Regions from separate parts of the Mus musculus genome. Here all the other regions are linked to region 2. Evidence: chromatin contacts called from public HiChIP or PLAC-seq data. All regions are on one chromosome and are shown on one strand. Each heading gives the region's core, a stretch centred on a gene start, on an enhancer-like site or on the middle of the called end of the contact. The rest is flanking DNA. Distances are from core to core; before and after follow the strand shown.

Evidence for each region. HiChIP or PLAC-seq counts read pairs in DNA pulled down with a chosen protein or histone mark.
Region 1: an HNF4G HiChIP or PLAC-seq map of pancreatic cancer cells shows a contact between it and region 2. The contact joins two enhancer-like sites. A contact is called at or near these places in 1 of 39 promoter capture datasets (3T3-L1-derived adipocytes) and 1 of 115 datasets of contacts at active chromatin or transcription factors (pancreatic cancer cells).
Region 3: a contact with region 2 is called in a FOXA1 HiChIP or PLAC-seq map of pancreatic cancer cells. The contact joins two enhancer-like sites. A contact is called at or near these places in 3 of 39 promoter capture datasets (the 3T3-L1 cell line, 3T3-L1-derived adipocytes and hippocampal neurons), 1 of 115 datasets of contacts at active chromatin or transcription factors (pancreatic cancer cells) and 1 of 9 other capture datasets (embryonic stem cells).

What each region holds. Positions count from the first base shown.
Region 1 is chr6:115,477,942-115,482,532 of GRCm38.p6, reverse strand. All of the region lies in intron 7 of Pparg (peroxisome proliferator activated receptor gamma), which reads right to left. Among named protein-coding and RNA genes, the nearest start is that of Gm36301, 39 kb to the left of the region's middle. Within about 2 kb of position 2,037, at least 182 of the 459 cell types and tissues checked have an H3K27ac peak or open chromatin away from gene starts, as enhancers often do. A contact at or near this core is called in pancreatic cancer cells, where this site is marked.
Region 2 is chr6:115,801,558-115,805,892 of GRCm38.p6, reverse strand. Cand2 (cullin-associated and neddylation-dissociated 2 (putative)) reads right to left here. Exons shown (of 15, transcript NM_025958.2): 14 at 3,937-4,044; 15 at 338-2,256. The coding sequence ends at 2,029. Rpl32 (ribosomal protein L32) reads left to right here. Exons shown (of 4, transcript NM_172086.2): 4 at 205-379. The coding sequence ends at 334. Among named protein-coding and RNA genes, the nearest start is that of Snora7a, 4.4 kb to the left of the region's middle. Within about 2 kb of position 2,227, at least 67 of the 459 cell types and tissues checked have an H3K27ac peak or open chromatin away from gene starts, as enhancers often do. A contact at or near this core is called in pancreatic cancer cells, where this site is marked.
Region 3 is chr6:115,460,977-115,464,945 of GRCm38.p6, reverse strand. Pparg (peroxisome proliferator activated receptor gamma) reads right to left here. Exons shown (of 8, transcript NM_001308354.1): 6 at 1,661-1,860. Among named protein-coding and RNA genes, the nearest start is that of Gm36301, 57 kb to the left of the region's middle. Within about 2 kb of position 1,770, at least 94 of the 459 cell types and tissues checked have an H3K27ac peak or open chromatin away from gene starts, as enhancers often do. A contact at or near this core is called in pancreatic cancer cells, where this site is marked.

The DNA of each region.
Region 1 (4,591 bases), core at 788-3,287, 320 kb after region 2:
GGGTTACTCCTTCACTTGTCCCTTATTCTGCTGTGTCCCTGGTTTTCCTGGGTTCTCTCTTCCCTGCTCTTCTTCCCTTAGCCATTCCCTTCTTTTCAGCTTTCCCTCACCTTCCCTGTTCCAGATGTTTCCCTCTTTCCAATCCTGGGCTGAGGATTTATTAGGAAAGTTAGCAGAGTCAACCTAAATTAACGAGAGGTCTGACCAACAGATGATTTGAGGCGTGGGGTGGTTTACTGCTGCTATCAGAGAAATCAGGGTGCAGTAAAACAGAAGCCTTGCAAATGCTTCACAGATAGATATCATCTGCCTGCTGCAGGACGCATTGTGCACATGTTGCTGGTGGACCCTCCCTCTGACGCACTGAAACATTCTTACACTTCCCTGTTCAAGCAATGATTTCACGTTAATCAATGCTTTCTCTATGTTGGATAACAATAGGTTTAGCAGAATGGCAGAAGGGGAAAACCACAATGAAATCTGTTATCTGTCCATCAGCTAGCAGCTCCACATTAACACTCCTCAGTCCCCATCATCACAGAGCCAGCTCCTGAACAGGAACACTGAAAAGGCAGGTGATACCTTCTCTAGATCTGGTCAAAGCTAGTCTGTCCCTCTACAGGGCCCCCAGGGAATAGACCTGGGATTAATTCTATTTCAAGGTCTTTGAGGATGGAAGTGGGTCTTCTGAGTTCTGTCTTGGCCCTGGGCAGTCCTTGTGATCCTTCTAGCTCTGCTGTACTAGTCACTCAAGGCTCAGCCATGTGCTCTGCTTCAATTCTGTGCTTTCCGTGTTTTGAGCAATTCTATCAGGATTGGTAGCTGGTTGGGGCTGGGAGTATAGGTAGAGGAAGAAGGGTTAGTGGAAGGAAATAGGAGAGTAACCTCTTCCGAGGCCCCCTCCAGCCTGACACGTTGCTGCCCTCAATGTACCTGGTGGCTCTGCCAAAGGGAACAAAGGAGGAAGGGCTGAGAAAAGGGTTAAGAGCAACTCTGTGACTTTAGATCCATGACAGCAAACCAGCAAACTTGAGACAGTAGCCTTATCAACTTCAGATTTCCCACTCCTCTCTCTCCTCTCCTCTCCTCTCCTCTCCTCTCCTCTCCTCTCCTCTCCTCTCCTCTCCTCTCCTCTCCTCTCCTCTCCTCTCCTCTCCTCTCCTCTCCTCTCCTCTCCTCTCCTTTCTGAAGAACTTGTGATTGTAAACCATAGATATGACTTTCTAAACACCTTAGTTTCCTGCAAAGTCAAGGGAATTCTGGGTGGGAGAATCCACAGTCCTAGCTTCCCCTGTCTCCTTGGGGGCCCAGGATTAGGGGATTTTGATCCTCCTTCTTTGGCTCCTCCTCCTTCTCTGTATCTCTTTCCCTTTGGGTTTTGTTCTTGATCTGCAACTAATCCCCTTAAAGTGATAGCTGATAAAAGGATTAGTTGAGAGCTCCCTAGGGGTATTTATATTGTAGGAAGGATTTTAAGGACGGTTGGTGGAATTTTAAGCCTTTTGACTGGCAGGATGGAGTGGAGCTACTTCAAATGATATCACAGAGGAGAAAGGGGAAATTAGCATTCACTGTGTGCCTAGCAGTGTCCCAGGCACAGTGCCAAAAGCTTCATATAATGCTATTTTACTTGCTTGGGGAGCTGATAAGGAAGTTAAGGCCCAGGGAGGTCAATAATTGCTGCAACCGCACATCTAGGAAGTGGGGGAGTGGGGCTTTTGGACTCTTGTGTGTGATTCTGGAGCTTTCTCCCTGGCCTATCCAGAGCTGCAGTAGCAGGTGAGAAGTTTTGTTTAGGCTGCAGCACAGCCCTTACGCCCTCCTCCCACCCCCATCCCTTGCCCAACCTCTCTGTTAGGTGACCTGAGGACCCTGCATTCACCCTTCCCCACTTGCAGCTGAATGGTGCCCATCTGGAAGGCTGCCTGGGTCACCCAGAGTTTAAACACACATTTTGAGAGTCCAAAATGATAAAGTGCTCTGAAAAGCCACATCTCTTATGACTGGCTAAGGAGCCTCTTCCTTGGCTGCCAGTGTGGACAGGAGTGACTCAGCAGTTCCACTTTCAGTCCTGTCTGCCTCAGACAACACTGTTTGCTCAGTCCCGAGATGATGGCGGCCTACTTAGCCAGGGCGGAGGAGGAAGTTTTATTTCTGGAGCAGTTACAGATAAGGGGTCTTCTATCCTCTCCAAACAAGAGCCTGCACATAGATTCTCACATGTATGCCTATCTATGGGGTGACTCTAAGATGTTTCACTATTTTCTCCATTACCCCATCCTTGCCCCCAGCTCTCTGGTTTTTAGTGTTTAGGTGCCAGTTGCAAACTCATAAATATACCTCACCCCTGTCATACCAAGTGCATGAGGTTATGAAAACAGAGAACTAATGGGACATTTCTAGATAACTCAAAGTGAGTCATTATTCAAGGCCATTCTGCTAATCTCATGCACAGTGTAGGTAGGAGCCTATTAGATATGCTAGTCCTTAGTAAACCAGCTATTACTCTGTGATATGACCATCTCCTGATGGGGGACAGGAGACATGTTAATGCTGGATGTCCAGCTCAAGAGAAATTAGATGCCCTTGTTTATTTTTAATACCTGAAGAAGACATGGAAAAACAACTTTCTCAATTGGGAAGGAAGTTAAATATTTAGCTGGCATAGAAGAAGTAGGAAGCTGGCATAATGCTGAGACTGTAGCTCAATAGGGAAGCTTGTGCTCACATGCATGAGGCCATAAGTTCAATCCCCAGGACTACTAAATACACAAAAGTGTTGGCCTATTGCTATTTATAGTTATTTTTAATGTCTAGTTTCAAAGTAGTTTGGATATTGTGTCCTTTTCACTTAACAACTATGGGAGACATTCACTGACTAAAAGGGGTATAAAGGCTCTGGGCTGAGTAGAGTCAAAGTATGACTATGTGGAGCTCCCCTGAGACACATAAAGCCTGTTTTTCCAGAGATATGTGCTATACTGTGCACTGTAACTCACAGAAATCACTCTGTAGTAAAATGGAAGCATGGCACGTATACTCAAGAACTGAAGGGGAACTGAGGTCCAGGGTGGAGGAATACGCCCAACCTTGTAGTCAGTTGGTCCTTCTGCCCCAAGTTATCTGCAGTGGCTCACTGGGTCTGAGCTGTTGAATGAGGTGCTTTGCAATGGCCATGAGCAAGTATCTATCTGTCTGCCTACACAGAGTAAGTGTCCCTGTGCTCAGTTGTTCCTCTAGAGCACGAGAAACGAAGACACAGGATGGTATTGATGGTATTTAACTGTTTTAAATCCTCTCACCAGTGCGTGTATGTCTGTGCTCACCCAATCCCACCTGACCCTGTGTACATGAGGTCAGAGGTTGGCATCAGGCATCTTCCTTACTCCCCACCTTACTTTCTTGAGAAAGGGTTTCTCACTGAAAGTGGAGCTTGATGCTTCGGCTAGGATGGCTGGCAAGCAACGCACAGGGATCTTTCTATTTCTGCATTTCCAGTGCTGGCTTTATACTCATGCCACAGCAGGAGGCTTTTTACATGGGTGCTGGAGATCTGAACTCAGGTCCTCATGCTTGCACAGCAAGCACTTCACCAACCCAACAATCCCCCAGCCTGTATTTATAACTTTCCTTTGTAACCATTTACATCTCTTATGACCTGGCATATGACAGTGTCTGGTTAAGTGGAAACATGTTTTTTTTTAGCCATTTGAAGTTTACTGTCTACCTTTGTGGGAAGCTTTGCAAATGCTTGTGTTCAGGTGCTCATTACATGACAAATGTAAGAACTCTGACACTGGCATTCACTGTATCAGCAGCCGGAGGCCTTTTCCCAGCACTTTTCAAAACCAAGCAAAGGGTTTGGGAAGATGGCTGCTCAGTGGGCAAAATGATTGCTAGTTACTTAAATTATGTCTTAAGAGGGCATTGGATATCATTAACAGTATATGAACGTTCTTAATTATGATATTTTGATAGCCTCTAAAGAACTCTAAGAGCAAGGTAATTAAGATCTTTATCTCAATTACTCAAAAGGCAACAGAATTTCGAAGGAAGTACATGGTGATGGTAATGATGATGATGGTGGTGGTGGTGGTGGTGATGATGATTGCAGTGCTGGAAATTGAACATGCCCAGTTTTGCACATGCTCAATGTGAACTTTGTCACCAAGCTACATCTCTGGTACCAGCCTGCCTATACTACTGGGTGTGAACTTTGGCTCTATCAATTACTAGCTCTGTGACTATAGGCAAGTGGCTTGAGTCTCTGAAGTTCCATTTTCTCCATCTGTAAACTGGGGTATAGGCTGCCCAGAGCTTCAGCAAAGATAGATACAAGACTAGGAATAGAGCACATGTCCTGGATGTTTGGGACATTCAACAAATAGGGACTACTGCTGCTGTTTCATTTATTATAAATATCTGTCAACTTACTCCAGGTGTTGTCTTTGACTCTGTTTTAAGTCTAATGAATCAACAAATACATCCACTGGCCATGGTCCATGATGAGGTCCTGGGGCCCAAGCTTTTGACCTGACATAGCAAGGTCAAATTGACAAAGACTATCAAGTCTTCCTTCATGGGTAAGTGT
Region 2 (4,335 bases), core at 978-3,477:
TGCTGGGAATGTGTTCATTAGGACAGATTGTCAACACTTTGAGGGAACACGGGCAGTGTTTGTTGTTCACGCTGCTTGAACTGTGTACCTTACAGTGGTTGCACTGGAAGCCTTTGGCTCCAGTGGAAGAATTCTGGGTTACTCAGTGTGAGGAAGAATTAAGCCATTTCCCTGGTGACCTTTCCTGGTTTGCTTCTCTTTCAGATCTTACTGTGCTGAGATTGCTCACAATGTGTCCTCTAAGAACCGAAAAGCCATTGTAGAAAGAGCAGCACAGCTGGCCATCAGAGTCACCAATCCCAACGCCAGGCTACGCAGCGAAGAAAATGAGTAGATGGCTTGTGTGCATGTTTTATGTTTAAATAAAATCACAAAACCTGCCGTCGTATTTTCTATGTTTTTGGTAACTGGAGATTGTTCTTTGCTGCTTGTTCTGGGGGAGACAGCAGGGTTCAGAATCCCATGCTAGTCTTGGTTGGCTGCAGGTGGAAGAGGGGAAAGGCCTTGACCCTCTACAGTGTAGGTACACTTGAGTCTGGGGACCAGACAAACCTCTGCTCTCAACCCTGTCCCAACTCTAGCATGGGCTCTAGCTTAAGGCACTTTTTTTTTTTTTTTTTTTTTTTGTTTTTCGAGACAGGGTTTCTCTGTATAGTCTTGCCTGTCCTGGAACTCACTTTGTAGACCAGGCTGGCCTCGAACTCAGAAATCTGCCTGTCTCTGCCTCCCAAGTGTTGGGATTAAAGGCGTGCGCCACCACTGCCCGGCTTAAGGCACTTTTTTGATGAAGCCTTTAGTTTCATGGAACTGGCCTGCTTGGCCTCAATCAGTCAGGATTGACAATCCTGTCTTTGGAGGATATTAGAACTTCATGAGACTGATAAATACTTCTGCCACGTGGGACACTACAAGGGCAGTGCCATCTGTATCTAGGCCAATCTCTGGCTCGCTGTTCTTTTGAAACAGTAATGGAGTTCAGAAGGGTTGACTGTCACGGGTGACACTTAAATGACTGGAGAGAAAGACATCCCAGCCTTTTTATTACTAAGCTTTTGTTCTCATTGTAGAAATGAGGTTTTATCATCTTGCTGTAGTGTTGGAGAGTGCTCTACAACTGAGCTATTTTAAACTTTGGTGTTTTGCCTGTATATATGTCTGCCCGAAGGCATAGGGTCCTTTAGGACAGGTTAGAAAGTTGTTGCTACCAGGAGGGCGTGGTACTGAGCTATCCTGCCCTGTTGCTTTTAGGTAGATCTTAAATTTGTTCACTACGACCTGAGTGTGTGGTCCAGCCTCAGCCTCCTAAGGAATTAGGATAACAGGTCTATGCCATCGGCCTTGTTATTTCCAGGACTGAATCAATATGGATAAGAATCCTGTGAGGAGAGCTTTGTATATGTTATTAACTCAGATAACTGGCCTCAGCTGGCTTTAATTCCAGGCAGGTGGATTTGAGTCTGGGCCATATGTGGCTACAAAGAGAAACAATGTCTTAAAAATCAAAACCTGTCATTTATACTTAAATTTTCAGTACTAACTACAAAGTCGGGAAGAGCACAAGCCGACTGTTACACTCCTGGGTGATGGGATTAGGGATGTTTGAGACAGTGGACCTACACCTGGCCAATGAGCCACACTATCTTCCCTGTAAACAGTTCTCACTCTGCTAACTAATGAGGCACTAAGTATAAATTGGTTCTCTTGTATGGGCTCTACATACCCTACCCATGGCTAGGTTCAGGGTGCTAACTGACATTTGGACTTCAGAGTAAGTGAAGTAGGAAGTCAACCCCCTGCTTGCCTTCTGGTCTTGGGCATAGGCCAATTCTGGCTCCTAAGTGAGTGGAGGGGTGCAGTGTAAAGGTGGTGGGACATGACGCTCGTGAATGAACGTCCTGAGTTGGTGGGCCCGGCTTTGGCACTGGGGCTGTGAGCAGGGGGCCCTAGCAAAGGCACTGAGGCTGACAGGGAAGGACAGAAGAGGCCAAGGCCTATTGGGATAAGAAGGGAGACTTGTGTTGGGGGCAGCTAGCTGAGTTCCATAGAGTCCGTGCTGGGGCCGGAGGCTGTGTCCTTTTGGATGCTCTCGAAGAGGGTGGTGAGTTCTGGGTTGGATCGGATCTGGGCGGAAAAGTCAGCTACAGTGGGGCTCTTGCGCACCTCAGGGTTGGTCAGCAGGGCGGCCACTGCCCGCATTGCTGAGCGCTTCAGCTCCTCCTGCTTCTCCAGCTCCTGCTTCACAGAACCAGCCTTGACCTGCAGAGGGAGACAGTGTCCTTACTGAGTCTCTGTTACCCATTCTAAACAGGTTTCTTTTTTTTTGTTGTTTTTTTTGTTTTTCGAGACAGGGTTTCTCTTTTAGCTCTGGCTGTCCTGGAACTCACTCTGTAGACCAAGCTGGCCTCGAACTCAGAAATCCGCCTGCCTCTGCCTCCCGAGTGCTGGGATTAAAGGCGTGCGCCACCACGCCCGCCTTAAACATAGGTTTCAAATAAAGGCCTAATTTCAATCTGATGCATAATCAGATTTCATTTTTTTTCTACTACTGTGCTGCTATTTGAAGATCACAACTTTGGGGCTGGGTATGTGGCTCAGTTGGTAGAGTATTTCACCTGGCACGCACAAAGTCCTGAGTTAGATATCCACATCTGAGTAGGGAAGAGGGGACCTGATCCAGCATCCACCAATCTGCTGTACTACACAGCTGGTATTCCCAACACTTGGGGGCAAGGGCATCAGGGCCAGAAATTCATGTCACCTTTGGCTGTATACTGAGTTTAAGGCCAGGCTGGGCTACCAGAGTGTCTGTGTTTTGTCGTCCCCGCCCCCCCCCCCCCCAATATCCCCTACATACACACAAAGAAAATGAAAAAATAACAATATGTGCCTCAAGACACAAGCTACATGGAAAGCAAGACAGGAGGAAGGACTCACTTAAGTTCAGGAATTTGATGCTAACCTGGAGAACAGTTTGTTTGTTTGTTTGTTTGTTTGTTTTTAAAAAAGGGTAACAAAACCACTATTCTGAGTCTTGCCTAAAGACTGAAATTCTTGGTCCTTTGAGTAAATCTTAAAACTCCAATCAGGGACTAGGGAGATGGTTCAGTGGTGAAGTACTTGCTGTACAAACCCAAGTTCAGATCCCACACAAGAGCTGGATGTGGAAGTTGGTGGGTGTTAGACACAGGCAGATCCCTGCAGCTCATGGTCACCCAGTTTAGCAATAGTGGGGCACACCTTTAATAGGCAGAGGCAGTCAGATGTCAGTTCTAGAGTTCCCAGACAGCCAGGGTTACACAGAGAAACCATGTCTGGGAAGGGGGAAGGAGAAGAAAGAAGGCAGAGAGAGATCAAGGAAGACCACTGAAGTCAACTTCTGGCCTCCACAGATACACAACACATAAACACCACACACACACACACACACACACACACAGAGTTCTTTCATTCAACAGGTCTCCACCAGGACCCTGAGTGTGCCATGCTATTTCCAATATTACAACTTTCCAGAAACACCACACACACACACACTCACACACATACAGAGTTCTTTCATTCAACAGGTCTCCACCAGGACCCTGAGTGTGCCAGGCTGTTCCCAATATTACAACTTTCCAGAAGACCTTGCACTCTGTGTTAGCAGTTGCTCTGTAGTAGCAGGAGTAGCTAGCCAATCAATCAACCATAGGAGGCAGGCCCTGCTCCCTACTGGGATCTGCATAGACTGTGTGGGGAAGCTAGTATGTGGAGTGTTATACCCTGGATCCCTCTCCCAGGCCAGCACCCAGGAAGTATTTAATGAAGGAATCTCACAGCCCAGCCCAGGAAGCTGTGTAGACTGGGGCAACAGCCAGCCCAGCACTGCAGTGCACATGGTCCAGTGAGTGATGACTAAAGTCAACAGGCACTCCAGGGTCCAGGCAGGGCAGGGCTTACCTTGGCAGTACAGGTGGCTCTGAGTGGCTCGATGAGCCGGTCCACCCTCTGCAGGACAGGTGCAGGACAAAGAGTGGCCAGTCGGGCCAACATGATGAAGGTCAGCATCTACCCAAGGAAGCAGATGGAGCTCATGGTGAAACAGCACCCAGACAGAGCAGCAGACCCAATGGAAGCTCTGGCTTGTACCCCACAAACCGACAACCAAGTCCCTCTAGGGCCCTGCCCAGGGCTCCCACCTCTCTGGGTCTCAGGTTCCTATTATAGATGCACACCATGATGCTGAATCTTGCCAGCTAACTTTAGTTGTGTGAGGATGGCTGGATAACAAAAGGCACGTGTTCACATGCCCCTGGCACAGGCTGGGAAGGAACCAAGCAGCTCCTCGGCTTGCACTGA
Region 3 (3,969 bases), core at 521-3,020, 340 kb after region 2:
CCTTCAAGTGTTAATTCTGCTTAGTCATGTGGCTCTGCAGTCTTTCTTTACTTTTCTGCCGGTGAAGTAGGCTTATCCTCTGTAATCAAATTAGCTCTGCAGAGGCTTCACTTGTGTGTCTCTTGCCATGGCTACTTTTGGTACACAGTGCACAGAGCCCATGGTACTGTGACTCGTGTTCTGTAGTCCTAGAATAGCATGCTGAGAATGCTCCCAACTAGAAGTCAGGGAGCTTATGTCATGGCCTTGGGGTTTCTATGTGCTTGCCCCTCTCCACTTCAGTTCCTTCTTCTTAAATGAAGATAATAACAAACAATTGCAGCCTTCAGAGGACCCTGAGCTCGAGTGTAAAGAATGTGTAAAATACTTGGAAACTGTAGTGCCTAGGGCCTTGTGTATCACTGTGAAAGTATCAATCACCTCTTTTGCAGGGAGAAACTCAACTGTTCTTACTGGCATGTGGCTTTCTCATAGCTACTAGCTGATTCCACTCGAAGTCATTTATCTAAAACGAAAGAAATAACCTGAGATAGTCCTCAAAACACATTAGGAGATAATACGATTTTTTTCTTCTAAAATCTAAATGGTCATCAAGTTACATGTATCCACCTAATAGTTGACTGGCTCTCCTGGCCATGAAAGTAACTGACCACACACAGGGTTTTCAAGAGCTGGATCCAGGTCTTCTGCATGGGACTTGTAGCTCCTACTGCCTAGGGACATTCATCATAGCATAGACATCAAAGCCAGACCCTGGCTGAAAGACCTGAAGAGCCCAATCCAGTGCACACTTGCAGCTGCTGGTGGACTGGGGAGCAGCATTGAGGTTTTATTTTAATGTAATTTGATGTTGATTCTCAACTTCCTATCAGAAGCTTTCTGCTTCCTAGAAAACTGGATTCAATGATAATTTTCATCTATTATGAATTGCTAAACAATATCAGTCAAAGAATCTCCAGGTACTTAAGAATACTTTTGTGGCTTGGGACTGTAGCTTAGTTCTAGCACACATGTACCCAACATGCTTGCCTGGGATTCAATCCAATAGTTAGCATACTAAACCAAGCAAGCAAGCAAGCAACCAACCATTCCATTGGAGTAGCATAGGCAACTTAGATCCTTGCAGAAAGTAGAACTCATGTATATAATAGAAGGCCAGAGCCTCCAGTTTCCCAGGAATAAAGCTAGGTACTGTAAGGAAATAGGTCTCATGATATCCTGATGTACTTTTGTGCCCACTTTGGACCTGGGACAAATGACCATAGAAAAACTGAAAGGTAGAAGTGGGACACAACAGCTTAACACACCTGCTCAGCCTCCTGCACGGCTTCTGAGACACTCTTGTGACTGGAAGGCTTCACGTTCATTCATGAGTGTAGAGATGACCTATGAGCTCTTGTATTACTCTCAAAGGTTTTTTATTACAGCTTGGAGGACTTACTCCCTTTTCAGAACAATGTTTACTTATCCTATTTGAAGACATTTCCTGTGTTTTGGACCTAGCCTGCCACTAGATTTTAACAGCCTGCAGCTGAGCTGTTTTTTGTTTGTTTGTTTGTTTGTTTTTGCATATGCATGTGCACCAAAGCAAATCATTTAGTCAAAGGAAACAACCCCCAGCCCCAGCCTCCCCCAGTGAAGAGAGCAGAAGAGAACTAACTGATTTGTCCGTTGTCTTTCCTGTCAAGATCGCCCTCGCCTTGGCTTTGGTCAGCGGGAAGGACTTTATGTATGAGTCATACAAATGCTTTGCCAGGGCTCGCAGATCAGCAGACTCTGGGTTCAGCTGGTCGATATCACTGGAGATCTCCGCCAACAGCTTCTCCTTCTCGGCCTGTGGCATCCGCCCAAACCTGATGGCTACAGAGGAAGAGGAATGACAGGATGAATCATTGGATCATTACTAGGGCTCCGCATTGTGCTCTCCCTAATCTTGGTTCCCACACTGAGAGTCCCTCTCTCCACCCGGCGCTGGTTCTGCCTTCTATCTACCACTTTGCTCATGTTTTTATTTCGCAACAGTAGCACAGACAAATGAAATTAACTTATTTACTTCTTCAGTTAAAAAAGGCAACATACGATCCTGTTAGGAAATTGGAAGGATCCGCTAGCAAACAGGAATACATATTCATTTAAACATGAATCGAGAGACAACTCCTATCCAAAGATGCAAAGTCATCTTTATAGAGCTTTCAAGTACAGCTAATTATTTCTTCCCAGTGTTCCCCCAACCCTAAGCATTTCAACAATCAAAATGTTCACACTGTACTATAATTATGACTTTTTATACCTCTAACCCCTCTGTAGAACAATGTCCTGCAGACAGGGACACTGTCATAATTATCTTGGTAACCTCTGCACTTCATAAAAGGTACGGCAGGAGCATCTTTGTGTTTCATGAATTAAACAGTTACGGAGAAGTTCAAGTTGTACAAACATAGGCCCTGTTCTCAGTCAGTTCATATGAGCTATCCGTTTCTGTTGTAAAGAAAGACCAGGGAACTTGGACATTAAATGGATGGAAACTGACTTACCCCCTAACTCTGCAGAATTCCCCCTTAATGAGGTTCATCAGAATACCTTTAATTTGGCTTCTCAAGGAGTGAGGAAGTGTGAATGCAAAGCAAAGACTTAAGACAGACTGTAGGGCCTAATGTAGGAATTGACCTGTGTGAGCTGGGGTGTCCTTTGGGCACAGAACCCTTGCTTGGCATGTGCAAGGCCTTCCCCAAAAAAATTAAATAAATAGTAATCTGTTTATAGACTTCTAACTTGCATAAAATTTCCTACTTCCTGGTCTGATATTACTTATAAAATGTCCCTTTGAGTAATGTTTCTTTGACACCATTCTTTGTTGAGCTAGCTCTCTTTAGGACACTGCTTTTCTCCAGTGGAACATCTTGCTCTCATACTTAGTAGTATCTTGAGCACCATTCTATGTGACACTCAAGATGATGGTGGGCTCTTTTACTTAGATGATAGGCTACTTGTGAGCAAAGGTTGGGGCACATTTACATATATCTTAGTACTTGGTAGAACTCAATCAATGTTGCTGAATATGAGAACCAACAGGTTTGTGCTTTTTTTGTTTGTTTGTTTGTTTGTTTTTGAGATGTTAAAAAATTAAAAAAAAATTGTGTGAATTTGCCTGCATCTCTGCATCACAGTGTGTACCTAATGTCTGAGGAGGCCAGCAGAGGGCAATGGGTTCCCTGGAATTGGAGTGACAGACAGATGTTAATTGTTATGTGGGAGTTGGGAATCAAACCTGGGTCCTCTGCAAGAGCAGATAGTGCTCTTAACTGCTAAGCCATCTCTCCAGCTCCAGGTGGATGGTTTTTATTCTTACACTAAAGATAGTATATTTATCATAAGACAAGGTATACAGGAACATTTCTATCTGTTCAGTGACTTTATTTAATCGTTGGTGCTGGGGATTGAGTCTTGGGTCTTGTGCATGCTGAACTCATGTTCTACCACTGAGCTACAACTCAGTTCATATTATTTTTATTGTATTTTATAGTTTGAGACTAGGTCTTGGGCATAACACAATGTGGCCCAGGATGTGAAACTCCTCTGCACCAACCTTTCTAGTTGGTGGGATTACAGGTCACTACCATGCCCAGCAAATTTTGTTTTAGAGAAAAGACTGATTTGTCCTCGAGTCTCAAATGTGTAAGTTCATCTCAGTTGGCCCTATACTTTATCACTAATAAAACTATTGCCCTACAGGGGCTTCTTAAGAGACCTTGCTTGGAGTTAGAGGGGAAAAGATGTTTGCCTCTCAGTTTACATTAGATCAGCATATGTTTAGATACATTTTCTAAATATAACCTTTGCACATGACCTATTCAAACAGAAATCTTTAAACAATTGCCATTTAAAAAAAGTCAAAATTGCAGACTCCCTCTTCATTATTCTTCCATTTCAGCTGCACTGGGATAGGGAATGTCAGCTTACTGAGGGGCC